Regions from separate parts of the Gossypium hirsutum genome. Here region 2 is linked to region 1. The links are chromatin contacts, called in public Hi-C maps. All regions are on one chromosome and are shown on one strand. Each heading gives the region's core, a stretch centred on a gene start, on an enhancer-like site or on the middle of the called end of the contact. The rest is flanking DNA. Distances are from core to core; before and after follow the strand shown. Region 1 holds the start of LOC107934266 (putative disease resistance protein RGA3). Region 2 has its middle 32 kb from the start of LOC107934263.

The links. A called contact is a pair of places that touch in the nucleus more often than the background predicts.
Region 2: a Hi-C map of leaf shows a contact between it and region 1, with 2.4 times the contacts expected there. The contact joins the enhancer-like site here to the promoter of LOC107934266 in region 1. A contact is called at or near these places in 10 of 34 Hi-C or Micro-C datasets (anther, callus, hypocotyl and 2 more).

What each region holds. Positions count from the first base shown.
Region 1 is chrA12:97,872,774-97,877,138 of Gossypium_hirsutum_v2.1, reverse strand. It overlaps LOC107934266 (putative disease resistance protein RGA3), which reads left to right and starts at 1,392. Exons shown (of 2, transcript XM_016866639.2): 1 at 1,392-4,365. The coding sequence starts at 1,392. It overlaps LOC107934267 (lectin), which reads right to left. Exons shown (of 4, transcript XM_016866640.2): 2 at 606-779; 3 at 420-535; 4 at 1-333. The coding sequence starts at 665.
Region 2 is chrA12:97,943,516-97,948,440 of Gossypium_hirsutum_v2.1, reverse strand. No RefSeq gene overlaps it. Among protein-coding and RNA genes, the nearest start is that of LOC107934263, 32 kb to the right of the region's middle. Within about 2 kb of position 1,905, at least 4 of the 9 cell types and tissues checked have an H3K27ac peak or open chromatin away from gene starts, as enhancers often do. A contact at or near this core is called in hypocotyl and leaf, where this site is marked.

The DNA of each region.
Region 1 (4,365 bases), core at 143-2,642:
CTTTTCCAATGGCCCCCATATTGATAGAAGTCAAAGCAAACTTCTCCAGTTTCATCATCTTCGTTATCTGGTGTATGAAAACTGCCAACATTGAGCTCCATCCATTGCCCTCTAGGCTTCTGCAAGAGGCTAACTTGCCTTTCTTGGACTCTTCCATTAGGGAGGGATAGTCTGAGCTTCACTGGGAGTTCCCAACCAGATGCCCCTTTTGTCAACTTTACTTCATATACAACTTCGTATAAAGTTGCAGGGGAAAGCTCTGATATTTTCAACTTCCCTCTCACATCCAGCCAACATACATGGCTTAATTTCGCTACTTCGATGTTTTCACCACTGCAAATCATGTATTAATGGATCACTGAAACCAAAAAATATTTAAAAAATCCATGAAAAGAAGAAGAGAGAAAAAAAAATCCAACCTTGTGTCTTTAAAACTGTTCCAGATCCAGTACTCACGGCCACCCCATGTCACGTAGAGTGACCTTGCGTACAACATGAAGCATTTTTTACCAGTCTTTGCATCTTCCCAGGTTTTCTGCATGATAACAAAATATTTTGTTTGTGAATTTTTTGTTAGATTGGTAAGTTAAAGATTTGAAACATACCTTTGTCTTGTGATCCAGGAAGGTCTCCTCGTTCTTGTTCTTCTTCTTGTTCTTAAACATGTTCGTTGATTATGTTATGTACCCAGACAAAACCAAAGAGTTTACACACTCGTATAAGCTTTAATTTCCTGTATTGACTTCAATCTATTCTTTTTATCTTTTTTATAGTGAAACCTGAAGAAGAATGTACAGGAAATGAAAAGGATGAGAGAGAAAGCATACTTGCAATTTCCAAGAACATCAGATGAAATTTGCTGTAAGTTTCTTTTTCCATGGAAGCGCGTCCAAACAATAAATTTTGAGCCAGAAATAATAAGTTTTTCACTTTGACTATTTCTCTATTAACTTTTTCACTTAAGACTATTTCTCTTTTTTTTCCTTCTTCCAGACAGAGGAACACGTATAGTGGATGGCCAGTTCCAAGTCCTTTTTTGTCCTGTATATGGAAAACCAGTTCAATCCGTGTCGAAGAAACTAAGAAGAAGCTTCGGAGGTATCACTACTGTCTGAACTTGATCTATATAAAGACAGAATCAGGAAACAAAGGAAATCAAATCAATTAATTCATCCCGTTTCAAGCTCCAAATGAGCTGTCAATTTTAGGGTTTTGTTGTTGTGTAATCTTCCTGTCGTGTCATTTATTTCCAACAGAGTTTCTCTTGCTGGTGAGTTTCTGTGTAATTCTTCCATGCAGCACAGCAAATAACTAATATGAACGAAATGAAAATAACTTTTTTGTTCATTCTTGCAGGAGTTGTGATCAATAAGACTTAATTCCAACTAGTTATGGCTGAGATAGCTTCTATTTTTGTTAGTCCTATCGTGTCCAAGCTCACTGAAACTGTTGCAACCTTGATCAACGAAGAACTTGCAGCAATAAAGGGTGCTAAGAAGGAGCTGGAAAAGCTTTCAAGCAATCTAATCACCATTGCAGCTGTGCTTGAGGATGCTGAGAAGAAGCAGATGGATGCAGCCTGTGGTCGATCTTTGAAGGTGTGGCTCTCCAAGCTCAAAAATATTGCTTTTGATGTAGAGGACATACTAGACACTTTTGCAACGGAAGCTCACCTCTCCAAGGTACGCAGAATCCCATTTCGAATCCGTATGGCACCTGAAATCAAACAAATTTTAACAAAATTTGACTTGATTGCTAAAGAGAAGAGCAATTTCGGTCTCAGTGTAAGTAGTGATGCTGCAAGGTCTGATTCCCAAAGTCAAAACCACTTTCCACTCACCAATTCCTTCGTAGATACAACCGATGTGTTAGGTAGGGATTCTGATAAAGATAAACTAATAGATCAGATGCTATCAAATGAAAGTCATAATAGGGAAGGTGATGTTTCTGTCATTCCCATCACTGGGATGGGAGGCCTAGGCAAAACAACTCTTGCTCAACTCATCTTCAATGATGAACGAGTTAAGAAGCACTTTGAGTATAGGATGTGGGTCTGTGTCACTATTGATTTCAATCTCCAACGGATACTCAGGGGAATCATAGAATTTCACACTCAAATGGAGGTCTCTAATAACTTATCCATGGACAGCCTACTGACACGCTTTAAAGACATCTTAGCTGGGAAAGACTTTCTGCTGGTTTTAGATGATGTTTGGGTTGACAATTACCAAGATTGGGAGCCACTTGGAAACATTTTGAAGCTAGGAGGTAAGGGCACTAGAGTTTTAGTCACTTCTCGATCCACCAAAGTGTCTGACATTATGGCGACCCAAACTCCCTATACCTTACAAGATCTGCCCCACCAGGAATGTTGGTCCTTGTTCAAAAAAATTGCTTTCAAAGACCATAAGAACATGTCGAGCGAATTGGAAAGCATCGGTAGGGAAATTGTAGGCAAGTGCAACGGCTTGCCTTTGGCGGTGAAGGCAATGGGGGGTCTCCTGCGTGGTAATGTTGATGTAGACAAATGGAAAGGAATCTTGAGAGACAGCATATGGGAGCTAGAAGACGAGAAAAGCCTCAATAAGCCCAAAATTTTGCCAGCCTTGAAATTGAGTTATGACCACCTGCCTTCCTATTTAAAACAATGTTATTCGTATTGCTCTATATTTCCAAAGGCCTATGTTTTTGATAGGAAGGAGCTGGTCAAGCTTTGGATGGCTCAAGCATTTATTCAACCTAGAGGGCAAAGTGCAGAGGAGACTGGACGTGAATACTTTGATGAGTTGTTAACCAGGTCCTTCTTCCAAACTCTAGACATTGATAACAAAGAGAGATATAGAATGCACGATCTTATCCATGAGTTGGCAGTATCAGTTTCAAGTCCCCAGTGCTGCCAAGTGATGGACCACAAGTCGTTTGTTTTCTCTCAACAATGTCGTCATATCTCATTGCTCTATCAGGATTTAGAGAGTCCTACCTGCAAGCAGGTTTTTAAGACGTGCAATAAGCTGCGCACACTCCTGCTGCCTAGCGAGTACTTGAAAAGCTTAGGAGGGCAAACTCTGGACCAGATGTTTCGTTCTCTAAAATACATTCGTGCCTTGGATCTAAGTTCGAGCTCGCTCACGGAATTACCAGACTCTGTTGGAGAGTTGAAGCTATTACGCTACTTGGATCTCTCTAGGACAGAGATCAAGAAGCTTCCCAACTCAGTATGTAAGCTCTGGAATTTGCAGACACTTAAGCTCCTAGGCTGCCTTTGGCTTTTTGAATTGCCCAAGGACCTTGGAAAAATGGTTAACCTGATTTATCTTGAGCTAGATGACATGTTTTGGTTCAAGTGTAGGGAGCTGCCACCAAGGATGGGAAACTTAACCAGGCTACAGAATTTGCATGCATTTCGAGTACTCAGCAGTACACCGGGACATGGCATTGGAGAACTGAAGGACATGGCGGATCTTACAGGAAAGCTGCATATCTCCAACCTGGAGAATGCAGTGAATGCAGCTGAGGCAAAGCTAAACCAGAAGGAGAGCCTTCAGATGCTGCTGTTAGAATGGACTGACAAAGACTTCAACCAAGAAGATGAAGTCAGAGCAGAGAGGGACCTCAATCACCTCCAGCCTCATTCAAATCTCAAAGGCCTGGCCCTTCATCACTTCAAGGGCTCTAATTTTCCTTCCTGGATGACAAGTGGTTTGCTTCAAAATTTGAGAACACTTACCTTAAGTCATTGCATTAAATGTACTACAATCTCTGTTGGTCAATTACCTCGCCTTAGAGAGCTCTGCATCAAAGGGATGCTGGAACTGGAAGATTGGCCAGAGGATCAATGTCCTACATTGAATAGACTACAAATCAGTACCTGCCCCAAGCTAAGGAAGGTACCAAACTTGATGCCAAAATTAACAGTTCTGAAGATAAAGAAGTGTGATTCACTCAAGGCTCTTCCAGTGGCTCCTTATCTGATGTTTTTAATACTTATTGACAATCTTGTTCTGGAGGATTGGCATGAAGGTATGCTCACTGCCGTAGATGAGCAACGCAACCCAGTAGACCAACCTAGGCCTTCTCTTATTGGTGTTTTGGAACTGAAACTGCAAAACTGCCCCAACATACAAGCACTTCCTCGGATATTTTTTCCACAGAAGCTGGAAATAAGAGGATGTGTACAAGTAACTGCCCTTCCGTTCTCGCAACGTCTTCAACATTTAGCTCTTGAAATGTGTTCTGGTGAAGCACTCCTAAGGGAAATACCGAGCACCAACTCTCTCTACTCCCTGGTCATCTCGAAAATCTCAAACCTTACCTCCTTCCCCAAATTGCCACATCTTCCGGGGCTTAAGAGTCTGTATATCAGTG
Region 2 (4,925 bases), core at 656-3,155, 71 kb before region 1:
AAGATAAAAAAAAATTATTATAATTTAAGTTATCATCTAAAAGGAAAAAAATAATTTTTTTTCAATTAGCATGTTGCAATAACTTAATTATGATTATATAATAAGTATATATAACACAGCTAAAATACTAAAACAAACTACTTGTACTCCATACACCAAAAATTGGAACTAAAACATAATAAAGCTAGCAAATGAGTGATGGCAATCTTGGAACTATGAGTCCTTAATGTCTTAAATTGTATTATATTCTGATTTTAATTCGATTAAGAAATCAATTTAGCTTAATCGAATTTTTCTTAAAATAAAAGATTAAGGTTGATTAAACAGCCTAAGCGATAAGTTCGACCCAAAGCTTATATGATTATAAATAAAAAAATCAAAGCCTTTCCTTTACTTTTTTGGGTTCCATGACTATGATTCAATTCTTTGTATATTATATTGACCCAAACTCTAAAATCAAATATAATAAAAATCCAAAAAAGAGAGAGGGAAAAGCAAGAATACACTAATTTCTAATGTATATGTAAAAGAAAGAAGAAGGAAAAAAAGTAGGTTTATAGTCATTTTCTTACGTGGCCTGCTGCTATTGGACATATTTATTTTTAAAACGCTCTGCAATCATTCCAGCTCAGCTTCACAAAATCTAAAAATTAAGCCTCGCTTAATTTAAAACGCGTCGTCTATCCACGTCAGCTCCAACAAAATTAAAAGTGGGTCCTCACCACCCTCTAAAAAGGGCCTTTCGTCTTGGACAAAGTTGAAAACAAGGCAATGGATTTTCGACACTTGTGAATCATTCAGGCGATAGACACGTTTTGGTTTTGGCCTTTCTGAGGGTGTGTACAGATCAAGACACGTGTCGAGTTGAGTGGAAGAATTCTTGCTTTATTTTATTATAAAAAGGGTACACGTATACAAGAGATAAAAAGGCAGTGTATGCAACTTTTGTATCTTTCGGTGCAAAAAGAGTCAACTGACAGTAGCAGTAGTATTAATTTAATGGGGATAATTGGGGGTTTTAAAAAAGCCCTTAAAAATATTAGATTAATTTTGGTCGGCCGCGTGGGCGGTTTAACAGTCTAACAAGCATGCTTTTTCTGTATATATTACTGTTTATTATTAAAATAAGCTAAGCCTTTTGATTTGGATATTTGTACCAAATAGTTGCCTTTTTGGCCGAGCTTTGGTGGTTAAAGCAACGTCGTATGATTATAATATTGAAGAAGAAAGCTATTGTTTGGTTTAGGATAAAAATAAGTTTTGTCTTTGTTACATTTCAAAACTTGCTTTACTCTTCAAAAAATCTTAATAATTTAAATTCGAGTAGAATTAAATTAAATTAAACTAATAATTCCTTTTCACTCAAAAAGAGTTAAAATAATGGATTCTTAATTAAGTATCAAGATTAAAATCCTATTATTTTAACAAAACAATTTATAACTTATCTTTATAAAGTATTACAAGATTCAAATTTTCATTTTAATCAAAACATCAATTAATTTTAAAATAAATTACTACTATTATGTATTATGATGAATTTCTAGAATGTTCGTAGCGTGTTTTGTTGATGAAGACGAAAAACACTTGAGCTTCCTAAGTCAGATCTCACCATTTTTTTCTCTTTGGGGGATTTCCACAAAAATGAAAAAGTTACGGACCCTTTTAAGTCAAGAGATATCAAAAAGTGATATGAAAGTAAGTTGTAAAATGTACCCAAACAACAACTTTCGAGGGAAAAGAAAAAGGTTAAAACAGTATTGGAATTGGAATTTAATAAAATGGTACAAGTTATAGAGATGGGAATTGATATCCAACCCATCTGGGGCTAAAATTTAAGTGGGCCTATTATGAAAAATATTTAAGTGCTCCTCAACTTGTGATGCATATATTTTGTTACCTCTTACAGCTTTGGGCCTTTCACCAAAGTATGTATACACAATTCCCACCTATTTTGGATTTGAACTATATGCTATACAAGTACAATGAATACATTTTCACTTAAACCTAAACTACATTTTCACTTTAACCTAAACTATACCTTCTTTTCTTTTCATCTTCTTGGTTTTTTTTTTACAAGTTCTACTTAAAATTTTTTTTAAGTTGATATCTCCGTTTATTAAATTGTTAGTTAAATTGTTGAGTCTATTTCAAAAAATCTTAACTTATAAATTAGTACCAAAATTAAATTTTTTCTCATTTTAATATCTAAACATTTTTTTTGATCACATTTGGTACTTAAACTATTATTTTATTACCAATTTTACACCAAAATATTATATATGTTTAAAAAAATTAAGTTAATAGACTTAAAAAATATTTTTAATTCTTTTATTTTCTTTTATATTATTTCTCTTTTTATTTTTTTATATTTTATTCTTTTTCCTTATAATTTCAAGTAATACCAATAATGCTCGAAATTCGCCCTCTCGAGGTCGAGATGCCGATGGTTAATTCTGTTTTAGAACTTTACCGCTTGCTTGCTCAACTTGACATGATTGAAAAAGTTATTTCATCTATCAAAACCATTGCTTTTAGAATTAGACTTAATCGACTGATCAAACTAGGAACCGATCAGGGTATAATGTCACAGGCTGCATATCAAAACCCATGGCCATTACGCACAAAACGTCCCATAAAGATCAACTTATTATGTAACACCCCTTACCCACATTCGATGCTGGAACAGGGTACGAGGCATTACCGGACTAAAATACAAGCATTCAACAAAACCAAAACAATAATTTCCATTCAAATTTAAAACTTTTCCAAAAACATATATTTTGTCTTATTATGATCCTTCGAGGCTCGAAACATGTATTGGAAATGGTTTAGGATTAAACCGAGAATTTTGAAAACTTTTTAGAAAACTTAGAAAAATTTTCATGTAAAAAGGGCCACACGCCCGTGTGACATGGGACACGTCCGTGTGGTGTAGCCGTGTAGCCCACATGGCCGTGTTTCTTGGGCGTGTACCTCTCTGACTTGCATCCATGAAGAAACTTAAGTCACACGACCTGAGTACACGTCCGTGTTGCTAGGCCATGTGGTAATTAAAATTTCACATTTTAGGTGCAGACTTCACACGGTCGTATCATACGGCCATGTTGGAGCTCGCGTGTGTCACACGGCCAAGCCACACGCCCGTATGTCTAAACCTGGACATTCTATTTCTCATTTTTAAGATGCAGGGGACACACGACCTTAACACATGCCCATATGGCAGGTCGTGTGTCACACACAACCTAGACACATGCCCGTGTGGACGAAAATAGGCCATTTAAGACCACTTTTCTCTCCCTTATACTATCTTCTTGCACAAACTCACATTTATATACTAATTAGGTCCAACCATTTCAAGCCAAAACATATATATTTCATTATCTAACACAACCATCAGATTCAATTTACTTTGCATACTTAATCATTCATTCTATTTCATTATCATTTCAACCTCTATACATGCCATATGAATTTACAAAAAGTTGTTTAACAAAATCTACAGGAGTAAATTTAGATAGTGTGATCCTTGATGTAGATTCGATCCTCCGAATATATATACATAAAACTACAAGAACAATAAACATACACAAGTAAGCTTATAGAAGCTTAGTAAGCTCATAAGCATAGAAAATAAATCTTACCGAACATTTTTACAACAATCATATAATATTCAATTCAATAATTCCTCCTGTCAATCACAAAATCATTTATAAGTTCATTTGATTGATTTCAATGTCACTATTAACCAATTCTAGTTTTTTTGGGCCCATTTGTCCTTTACCTTCATAATCAAATTAGGGAACAATAATGGAATTGAGTGCTTCATTTTCACATTTCCATAGTAAACTATAGACTTGCACATAGTCACATATCACACACCGAAGCCATAACCTAACCATGGTCTTACAGGTATCACATATCATACTGGTGCCATATCCTAGATATGGTATTTACACATGAGCACATATATCACCGATGTCATATCCTAGATATGGTCTTATACAGGAGCACATAATTACATCTCTCCAATGCTATAGCCTGTTATGGTCTTATACGGGAGCACATATCACATGTTGCCATGGTCTAACCATGGTCTTTTCCATCAATTCATCTTGGTCACAAAACGAAAGCACTCAAATCCATTGTTCCAATTAATTTATACTTTTACTTATATATTATTTCATAATTATTACAATTTGATAACATTCATCTACAATAATATACCATAGTATTCATGAAATTTACATAACAAAACATTGAATTTTTTTTTTGCTATATGAACTTACCTGGGCTGATCTGCAAAAGTCGTAGAAATTTCAAGGACTATTCTTGTAATTTCTTATTTCCATGATTCACCTCTACTTCTTGATATATAATTATAAAGTCATTCCCTCATTAGCATTTATTTCAATTCTATTCTAATTCACAATTTATGCCCTCTAATTTTCAAAATTTCACTTTTACCATAAATTTTTTAGTTTTTACAATTTAATCCTTGTTCAATTTATTCATCAATTGAACTAGTTCCTCTCAAATAACACTTTATCTAAACATTATAAACTACTTTACATCCTTTGATATTCAAAATTTCAACACAAAACCCTAATTACAATAACTTTCACAATTAGGTCCTAAAAATCAATTCTTATAAGAATTCTCTTCATAAAATCACCATATAATAAAATTATAACCCCAATTCCATGCTAAATCATTATAAACTTCAACACTTACTCATGGAAATTTTCCAAATCATTCATAAAAGTAAAAACTAATGAATTAAATGGCAGGACCTTGTTGTAAAAGTCTCAAAAACACAAAAATTATAAGAAATAATCAATAGTTGAACTTACATGCTATAGAATATAAAACCAGCTTTTTTAAAAGCTCTCTAATTGTGTTTTTAGCTGATGAAAATGAAGAAAAAT